Linked DNA regions of Siniperca chuatsi: region 2 is linked to region 1. A link is a contact called in public Hi-C data. All regions are on one chromosome and are shown on one strand. Each heading gives the region's core, a stretch centred on a gene start, on an enhancer-like site or on the middle of the called end of the contact. The rest is flanking DNA. Distances are from core to core; before and after follow the strand shown. Region 1 holds the start of nrn1a (neuritin). Region 2 holds the start of LOC122866467 (mucin-5AC).

Region 1 (4,845 bases), core at 2,033-4,532:
GTTTCCCAGTTTTCACGTTTAAATTTCCTTTTTTGTTTTTTTTGCCCTGATCAATCAATCTGGGGCTGTCCACACATCTGGATTATATTCCGTAACATCACATGTATTGGAGCTCACAGTAAACTGTTTAAACGTCTTAATGTTGCCATTATTATTGTGTCATTTTTATTGATCCTCCGATAATTAACGCAGCTTTTTAAACAGTTTCTTTTTCTTTGATGTTCCTGAATTAAATATACATTAATATCAATTGATTCTATAAGTTTCCTGTTTCTCTGTTGTTTGCCAGATTTATTATATTAATATTTCTATAATATTCTATTAATATTCCCCCCCCCCCACACACACACACACACACACACTCCACTGTATGGAGGTGGCATTACATCATTACATCATCTCACATGAAGCTTTCTCTCTGCAGCAGATTGGGGGGGGGGGTGTGTCAGTCAAACGGGCCAATCAGCTCCAATCAAGATCACCAAAATACCTGAATGAAGCCCCTCCCCCCCCATTCACCTGGCCTCTAACATTCATTCAATCCGCTTTAATTCACAAAAAAAAACCTGCTAATTATTTTCCTTCTGGCCGTTTTAAATTAATAAATATTTATTATATAGTAATATCATATATATATATATATATATATATATATATATATATATATATATATATATATATACAGGAACTATATATTTGACTTTTCTACATTTGTTGTATTTTTTTGTAACGTTTTTATCTCATTTCTCACCTGAAAATAAAAGTATTCATGTTTTATTTCGTTACATCTGTTTCTTTCTGTTTCTCCCTGATTCGTGTTTCCGCGGTTTATTCCGGTTTCAGTGAAACTAGTCCCACCACGCGCGCACAAACGGGGACGCGCGCAGCATTTTCGTTCACGCCTCCACGCACGCGCACACACACACACACACACACACACTGTTGCCTGCAGTGCACCGATGCCAAAAGCAGCGTGTTGTAGCTTCCACACGGCAGACACACCCACCTCCAACACCGCGCGAGGCCGTTTTTACGCGCGTAAAAATACCCCAAAAACCACATTTTACACTAAAAAAACCTCTAAACATATTTAACTCGTTTTTAAAATGACTGCTGATGAAATTCTGAGTTCAACAAAGCATTAAATCATTAAAAGCAGCTGTTTAACTGCGCAGGAAATTAATTTTCTTTGCTTTTGTTTCGAGGCTCTTCTGTGCTCGCGAGGCGTTTGCTTGTGAAAAATGAAAACACGGTGGGAAAAAAAATACCGAAACAGTTAACAGTTAACTGAAAAATAAAAAAAAAAAAGATAAAATGCGATATTTGAAAAGCAGATTAATTAATCGATTTCATTCGATCCCCCTCCATGTTTCAGTGTGTGTGTGAAATAATTCAGCAGCTCATTTGGTTTCATTCTGTCTGCTTTCAAAAAACACCCAAACACACACACACACACACACACACACACACACACACACACACACACACATTTGTGTTTATTCCTCCTCTCTCGCCGTGAGCACCGTGAGCACCGGACACCGGGCTCTCTCCAACAAAAGCACCGGGGACGATTCTGCGCCTTGAATAATTCAGCATTTCTCTGCCACCAGCAAATGCACACACACACACACGCACACACACACACACATGCACACACGCACGCGCAGAGCCCTCCTCCACAGCGTCGTTATGCAATGCAACAGCAGAAGACAACAGCCATCTCCATATTTCTCTTGTTTCATCTCAGATGTTATTTGCCTTTTTTTGTTCATTTTGTTCCTCCCAGATATTAGACGGATCCCGGAGGCTGCAGCTCCGTTGCGTTAAAAACCAAACGCGCAGGCTCACCTGGAAGCTTTTTACACCTGATTTTTATTACGAAACCTACACAAAAAAAAAAAATTCGTTTTATTTTCCACCGTGCACGAGGCGGGTGCACGGCCGCTTCCGCGCGCGTGCACACCGAACATTTAAGGAGATAAATGAACCTTTTTTTTTCTGTTTTGTTCTTTTTTTTTTTTTAAATCAGAAACAGGAGCTCAGACGGTGAAAAATCAAACGAATAACGAGATGGTGTTTGAACCGAGGCCGGGCTCGTTTCGCATCCTCCGGCTCCCGGACAGCGCGGGCGTGCCGCCGCCGCCGCTGCCTCCCCGAAGCCCCGCGCACTGCGGCGGGGAGCCCGGAGCCCGCAGGACCGCCAGGCCGGGAGGAGCTGCTCCGGCCGGGCAGCTTAACGTCTCATCCCTGTGCCGCTTCTGGTCCGGTCAGACCTGCAGACGGGCCTCTGAAGCGTCTCTGACGCCGCAGAAAAACCACCGGAAAGCGTCAAATCTGAGCGACGTGAAGCCAAAAAACCCGCTGCGTCCGTTTCCAGCATTTAAACTGCGAGAGGAAGAAATTTCTGAAGATAATTCAACAAATGTCTCCAGTTTGGGACAACCGAGGAGCGGAGAGGGGGAGGAGGGGGGGGTATTCCCCTTGTTAGCACACACACACACACACACACACACACACACACACACACAGTCCACACGTGAAGTGTGGCCCCGTTGAAACGAGCCGCTGCTGCTTCACTACGCCCCAAATCAACAACACACGGACAAACCTGCCAAAAACAACATTAAATATGATTTAAAAAATATAATAATAATAATAATTATTATTATTGTTATTGTTAAAAACGAATTTAAGTTTGTAAACCTAAAAATAAGCAAACTTAAATTGGTCTATTTAAACAAAACTCTTCATTTCCTCTTTTTTTTTCTGCTGCTGAATTAAAAATAAGACAAATATTAATAAAACTCGTTATTAGAAGCGACTTAAATTATTAGTAAAATATATATATAATATATATAAAACACCTTCGTGTCTCAAAATGACAATTTATCAACATGAAAGAGATTTTTTGCTGTTTTTTTAAAGCGCAGCAGGAAAACAACGCTTCTCGTCCCGGAAACGACTAAAACCTGGTTTTTGTTGGACGCAGAAAGAGCGCGTGACTGCAGCTCTTCTTCGGCGGATTCTTCCCGGGTCACTCACCTATGTGTAGAGCCAGAAAGAGTGCGAGGCATCTGGAGGACCAGGTTACTCCCATCCTCTGCGTCCTCCGCTCACCATGAGAGCCGGGATCCAGAAAGTTGCCCGCAAAACAACAGCTACATCCAGCGCTCTTCCTCCTCCTCCTCCTCCTCCTCCTCTTCTTCCTGTTTCTTGTCTTTCCCGTGTGTGCGCGCTTCTTCTTCTTCTTCTTCTTCTTCTGTGGCTCCTGCTCTCTGTCGTGCTCTGCTCTGAGCTTCCTGCCTGTTTTACGCGTCTGGAGAGGAAAAAGAAGAGAGAGAGAGAGAGAGAGAGAGAGCCCCTCCTCCCCCCTCCTCCTCCTCCTCTTCCTCCCCCCTCTCCTCCTCCTCCTCCTCTTCCTCCTCTTCCTCCCCCCCTCCTCCTCATTATTATTATTGGGCCAGTTATGATTTCATCACGTCCTTTTGTATCTTTTCCTTCATCCATTTCAGTTTTGCTTTTATAGAAACGCTGAGCTCATGCGCTCAATGTTCTCTTACTGGCTTTTTCCAGAGCTTTCAGCAGCATCTCACGGCCTTCGTTCGTGCATTGATAAAAACTAGAACTGAAACATAGGAGATGCAGTTGAAAGTTCTGGGCTGGCGGACCTTTCTTCCGGCTCCAAAGGGCTCAGATTGAAATGCAGACCGCATCTGAAGAAGATCTCGCGCTGCGAGCGAAAGCTCCAGAACTGCTGCTCAAAAGGCCCCGAGGTTTACGTTTCTGCTGTTTTTTTCCAAAGTCTTTATTATTATTTTTTTGATTTGATCACGTGAGTTTTTAGCCTGCAGCGAATATTTAAAGCGTCCGCTCCGTTAGCTGCAGGCTCCTCCAGCGCACCTGTCCCCCGAGCCTTTAATGTCCCAGGTGTCGTGCACACCTGTTCACGTGTTTGACTCCCCCCTCAGCCGGAGCTGCTCTGCTCTGAAGGCCGTCACACGGGTCCCCCGGTGTTGACCTTTGACCCGTGCGAAGTCAGAGGCCGCCGGGAGCGCGTGGTCGTGTTTCTGTGATCCGCTTTAAATCTGCAGCTCTTCGCTTCGAATGAAATCTTCGTTTTCTGAAACACGAAGGCTGCAGCGCGTCCCGCGTCTGACTCGTCCAACGAGAGCAGGACACCTGGCTGGCCCTGCGGTCTCGTTCAGGGGCCGTGTCCCACCCCGGGGGGCCCCCCTAGTGGACGAATCCAGCCTCCCGTTTTCTTCTGGTTCTGCAGGAGTTGTGCAGACCTTCAGTCCTCTCAGGTTTGCTCAGGTACGCAGCAGGACCAGCATGCACTGCGGGAGCTCGCAGCTGCGGCCGTGACGCCTTCGCTCTTCGCTCAAACCGGATAAATAAACCGTGTGACGAACTTCTTTCCGCTGCAAAGCTGCGTTTTGATTTCTGCGTTTGTTAGATTCTGAGTATCGACGAATGCTTTGTTTCCGGTGATAAGATCGTTTGTTTTATTTTTAAATCTGAATTTGCTTAAAAGCTTGAACACGTTTGAACGCAGCTGAAGGTTAAATACGAGCTGCCGGACTTCCACATGTGGGACTGACCTTTGACCTTTGCGAGAGAAACACACACACACACACACACACACACAGCTCAGTGTCACTTAAATTCCCCGCCGAGCGTCTCGGGTCGCGTTCCCCAGCAGGTTCGGCCGTTTCCAGGGAGCGTTTGGAGTAACTTGGAAAGTTTGAAATGTAACAAACACGAAAGATGAAATGTTTAGAATACACACAAATAATGACCGATGAGCTACGACAGGCGGCGGTGGAATATAACTGAGTTTTGAGG
Region 2 (4,869 bases), core at 2,253-4,752, 240 kb before region 1:
TAATAGGCTACTATTGGCAACATGCTAATAATAACACAGATAAAAGCTATTACAGCATGTTAGCATTAAGCACAGCTTTTGGTGATGTCATTATTAATAGCATGTTATGCTAATTTTGGATTTGAATGTTAACATGGTACATTTTTTTTCTAGTGTTAAAATATTAATGCTGACATTGGCAAATTGCTAACATTAGCATGACTCGTGGCTAACACAGCACGTTAGCATTACAAATACACGATATGACGAATACCATGATATGGAACGAAACAGTGACGCGGCAAGTGATGTAACTAACGTTAGCTAGGTTGTTAGTTAGCTTAGCTAGGTTGTGGGTTAGCAAACTGTCGCTACAGTTGCTGCTGCGAAGCTAACAGCCAGAGAGGACGATACGGTTTCCCAGAGCCAGCACAGCAGCTCCAGAACTGTTGATTTCCACTATTGATGCGTTAATATGCAGCATTTATACTATATACTTTGGATCCTTGAGTACATTTTACTGCTAATACTTATTTTACTTTTATATGTAATAACAAGACCAAGATGGCTGCCAACATGGCACATGGCTGCACGTGTGAGGCTAACATGAAACAGCAACTTTATTGACTTATTTGGTGAGGAACTAGTTCGTCACCAACAGTTGCAGGCAGAAGGCTTCGGTTCTGTGGTGACTGACCGCACGAGGAAACAGAATCTAAAATCTCCCGACTTCTCTTCGTGAAACAGGACTCGGGAGGAAACGCGCTGAGGAGTTTGAACCTGCAGCTCTGACTGAAACTGATCCAACCTCGACTCAGGTCCTTCACAGGAGAAGTCTTTGGGTGTTTAGTTGCTCACGCAGGTCTGACCGCCACACAGGAGATTACCGGATGCTCGACTCTTCCAGCAAAGTATGTAATGCAACAAAGACTCGGGGGGGGCAGTCGGGTTTCTTCTTACAGCAGCGGTAACACGAAGTGTAACCGTGAGTGAGCGCTAAAGTTCAGGTTTAGTTCACCTGAAGCAAACTGTAGCCTCAGTAATATGAATAGCACGCCAGAACACTAACCGATAAGATCTTTACCGCTAGCGGGGTATAAAGTGTAGTGTTTGTCCTGAGGATGCTGCCAGAGGAAAGATCACGTTGTTACCTAAATCTATAGGGTTTACCCTCCGTACGGTGGCCATTTTAGGACATATCAGACTCTGCTCTACACTGTCAGACTGAATCAACTTCGATCAGGCTAAAATGGCGTACGTTACCATGTACACGTGCTTGCGGTTAGAATTATAATATAGAATAATATACATTTATAATTTGCAAACGCTTGCCATGAACTTTTAGCATGATAACATGCTAACACTTAGCATGATGAAGACATGGATGTTCTGGAGCTGCTGTGCCGGCTCTGGGAAACCGTATCGTCCTCTCTGGCTGTTAGCTTCGCAGCAGCAACTGTAGCGACAGTTTGCTAACCCACAACCTAGCTAAGCTAACTAACAACCTAGCTAACGTTAGTTACATCACTTGCCGCGTCACTGTTTCGTTCCATATCATGGTATTTGTCATATCGTGTATTTGTAATGCTAATGTGCTGTGTTAGCCACGAGTCATGCTAATGTTAGCAATTTGCCAATGTCAGCATTAATATTTTAACACTAGAAAAAAATGTACCATGTTAACATTCAAATCCAAAATTAGCATACATGCTATTAATAATGACATCACCAAAAGCTGTGCTTAATGCTAACATGCTGTAATAGCTTTTATCTGTGTTATTATTAGCATGTTGCCAATAGTAGCCTATTAACATAGAACAAACGCTACCATGCTAACATGCTAATGCAAAGGTTAGCATAACATGCTAATGCATATTAGATTGCCACTGTGTGAATTTGAATGCATTTCCTGATCCAGAGTCAGATTAAAAACTTATTTTTGTATTAAAACAGCACATTTAGAGCTGGACGGCCTGTAATTTACAGCTGACCGGGATACAAGCCAACATTTATTCTGTACGTGAGGTCGGCCAGGTCCTCGTCCCCACAGCAGTCTGTCCTCCTGTCCGTCTGTATCTGTCCATCATCTTTACATGAGGGCCAAAGCTCAGAAGTCCAACGCCTCTGAAAATAATCCTGTTGACAGACCTGACGACATCTGTTTGATCTGTCAACACCGACGGAGACTCAAAGGCCTATTTCAGGTGAAAAGCAGAGCGGAGGCCGTAAACACCGCAGTCACAATCTCATGACCTCAACGAAACTAAAACACACGCGATCACCTCGTGAAGTATTTTTAAAATAAAGCAGCCTTCTGTACCGCCATCAAGCTCTGTGATTGGGTGTTTTGTGCTGAAATGCACCTTGGGAGCTGTAGTTGACTTCTAAAAATAAAGATATTTCTCTAAAACAGTTGTTTGTTTGTTTTTTTAAATGTGAATTTTATTTATTTTTACCACAACGGTTGAAATGAAACAACATTCTCAGAGATAATAAACAAAAGTAAATAAAAAAAAAACCCAAAATCCTGCCTCTGCCTCCCTTCAACACCCACCCCAACCTACCACTATAACCCCCACCCCATGTTGCACCATCAGTCACACATACGATCTCATGACTCCATCCAGTTTAAAAACTGTTCATTTTAGCTGATGAATATTGGAGAGATGAGACAAATCCCATAAAAAAAGCAGGCACAACATCATAAAAAGTGCATAGATATAATAATAAGTAATGTTTTGTACTCATGGTCACCCGAGAGTTTCTTTTCTTTGTTTATGACAGAGCGAATGATGCCAAATTTCATTTCAGCCCGTCCAGAACTTGCAGATATTTTAGACCAACGCTCCCTGGCTAACGAACGCCAGCTTGGTTTAAAGGGACGGTTCACCCAAGAACATACTTTTCCTCTTACCTGTTGATCCATCTAGAGTGTTTTGCTGTGAGTTACGTCTGCCTTCCTACTCCGAGGTAACCGGCTCATGACCTCTGCAAAGAGACGTCGCCGTCGAGTTTTTAAATGTGTTTTTCACCACGAGCCGAGCGCCATGCAGTCCCGTTACATTCGGAGGAGGCAGACGTCTCTACGGCCGATGTCTCCAAAGCTCTGCAACTCACACCAAAACAACCCGGATGGACAAACAGCGCTACAGGTGAGAGGGGACGCCTGTGTTTTGGATTTTGGGGTGAACTTTAAAAACAATCCTCCCAGAAGCCAAAGCGAGCCGCGGGGCAGATCGAGTCTGAAGTCCTCTTAGTGAATGTAGGACTCGCACGGAGCACGTGCACGAAGCAGTGTGTTCGTCTGGTGACGGAGCAACGTGATCTTTTACACCTGCGTGTGTGTGTGTGTGTGTAAGTGGGCCAGTGTGCTCGTGCTTAAGCCAACAGATGGGTCTATTAATAGCAGCCGCTGGTACCTTGTGGGTCAGTCACCTCCTCCACCTTCACCCTCCTCCACCAAAACCAAACGCACCTCTGAGCTCACCTCCTCTGCTGCTGCTGCTGCATCCAGTCACGCTGTCCGTGTGTGTTTCTCACACACACACACACACACACACACACAGTGCTCCCACTCAGTTCGGTATTTATCCGATCTGTCAGGGACTTTTTGTGGATTTGATCCTTATTCAGATCCAGGGTCTGAGGAGAGAGGGTGGTGTTCGTTGCACAGAAGTGACTCGTCTGTCCCGCTTTAGGTTTACAGCTGTGCAGGTTGGAGTTACACTCGTTCACGCAGATGTTACAGATAGAAGACATCTCATTGGTTGAGTTACACCAAAGGCAGATCCCTCAGAAGCTCCTGTTACCTGCGCGTCTGAACCAGAGCAACAGATAAAAATGATTAACCTTCAGTAACTTATTGTCGGTCGACTTGTTCGCGGCAGAAACGAGCTGTGAACACAACACGGACACATCGTCAGCTTCTAAAGTGATAACAGCTGCTTATTTCCTTCACGTGGAGTCGTGTTGGCGTCGCCTGACGACTGCGAGTCCAGCATTCGCTCTGAGTTCGGTCCCTTAGCGCTGCCGTGGCGACCATCTGCAGCTCATCCATGTTGCTTTATGTCTCAATATTCCCGAGGACGGTGCTCGACGCCAAAAAGCAATCGTATGGTTTTGATTTTATGGAAAAGTGACCACATGTACTCAAAGACGCCATTATGCATATTAAACTGATGGGATTCGTTGGACGAGTGTCGTCCCACAATGCAATTCACAAAAGACATCGGCCCACTACTCATAGATACAAAAAATGCAGAAAAAACCAACCAAACAACAGAAAGGTCATACGTCCAACGTGCAACCCCAACTCCTTTCAGGAAGCTTTGAACGTTCACTTTTAATTCATGTTTCGAACATGAGATGAAAGCCGTTCGTACGCTGCACGGTGTGTAATGCTTGTAGAGGATCTACACCTGTTTTTATTTAATATTATTATATTTTACTTTACTTTCCCCCCATAAAAACTGTCAAATTAGAAGAAAAAGTCAAATTTCTTTTGGAAAGTATAAAAGTGTTTGCGTAGCCGTACAATGTAATCTCTGCAGAAGACAAAGCCGCAGTATTAATTTAACAAATAAACCAGAGAGCGGTAAATGAACTGCTGTCTGCTGACGACACGTCTGAGCCACAATGTCTTTATTTTGTTTCGACAGATAATTGGACATTTGGACGAATCAAAATCACTTCCTTAATTTGTAATTACAGGGAAAATGATTCGACCTCAAACCTGCTGGAAACAAATTCTCTCTTATTTACACACACACACACACACACACACACACACACACACACACACACACACACACACACACACGCCGCTGTTCTGAGGTTTTCCTCCGGCAGCAGCGGTCTGTCCTGAAACATCACATTCAGAAACCTGCTTCA

Evidence for each region. Hi-C and Micro-C count contacts between places; a contact is called where the count stands out from the background.
Region 2: a contact with region 1 is called in a Hi-C map of an unstated tissue, with 4 times the contacts expected there. The contact joins the promoter of LOC122866467 here to the promoter of nrn1a in region 1. A contact is called at or near these places in 2 of 3 Hi-C or Micro-C datasets (skeletal muscle and an unstated tissue).

The regions. Positions count from the first base shown.
Region 1 is chrLG19:25,027,030-25,031,874 of ASM2008510v1, reverse strand. It overlaps nrn1a (neuritin), which reads right to left and starts at 3,282. Exons shown (of 4, transcript XR_006375717.1): 1 at 3,043-3,282. All of the region lies in intron 2 of LOC122866462 (NLR family CARD domain-containing protein 3-like), which reads left to right.
Region 2 is chrLG19:25,270,863-25,275,731 of ASM2008510v1, reverse strand. LOC122866467 (mucin-5AC) reads right to left here and starts at 3,502. Exons shown (of 17, transcript XM_044176171.1): 1 at 2,894-3,502. The region is part of intron 2 of LOC122866462 (NLR family CARD domain-containing protein 3-like); the gene reads left to right. It overlaps LOC122866512 (LYR motif-containing protein 4), which reads right to left. Exons shown (of 3, transcript XM_044176279.1): 3 at 4,866-4,869.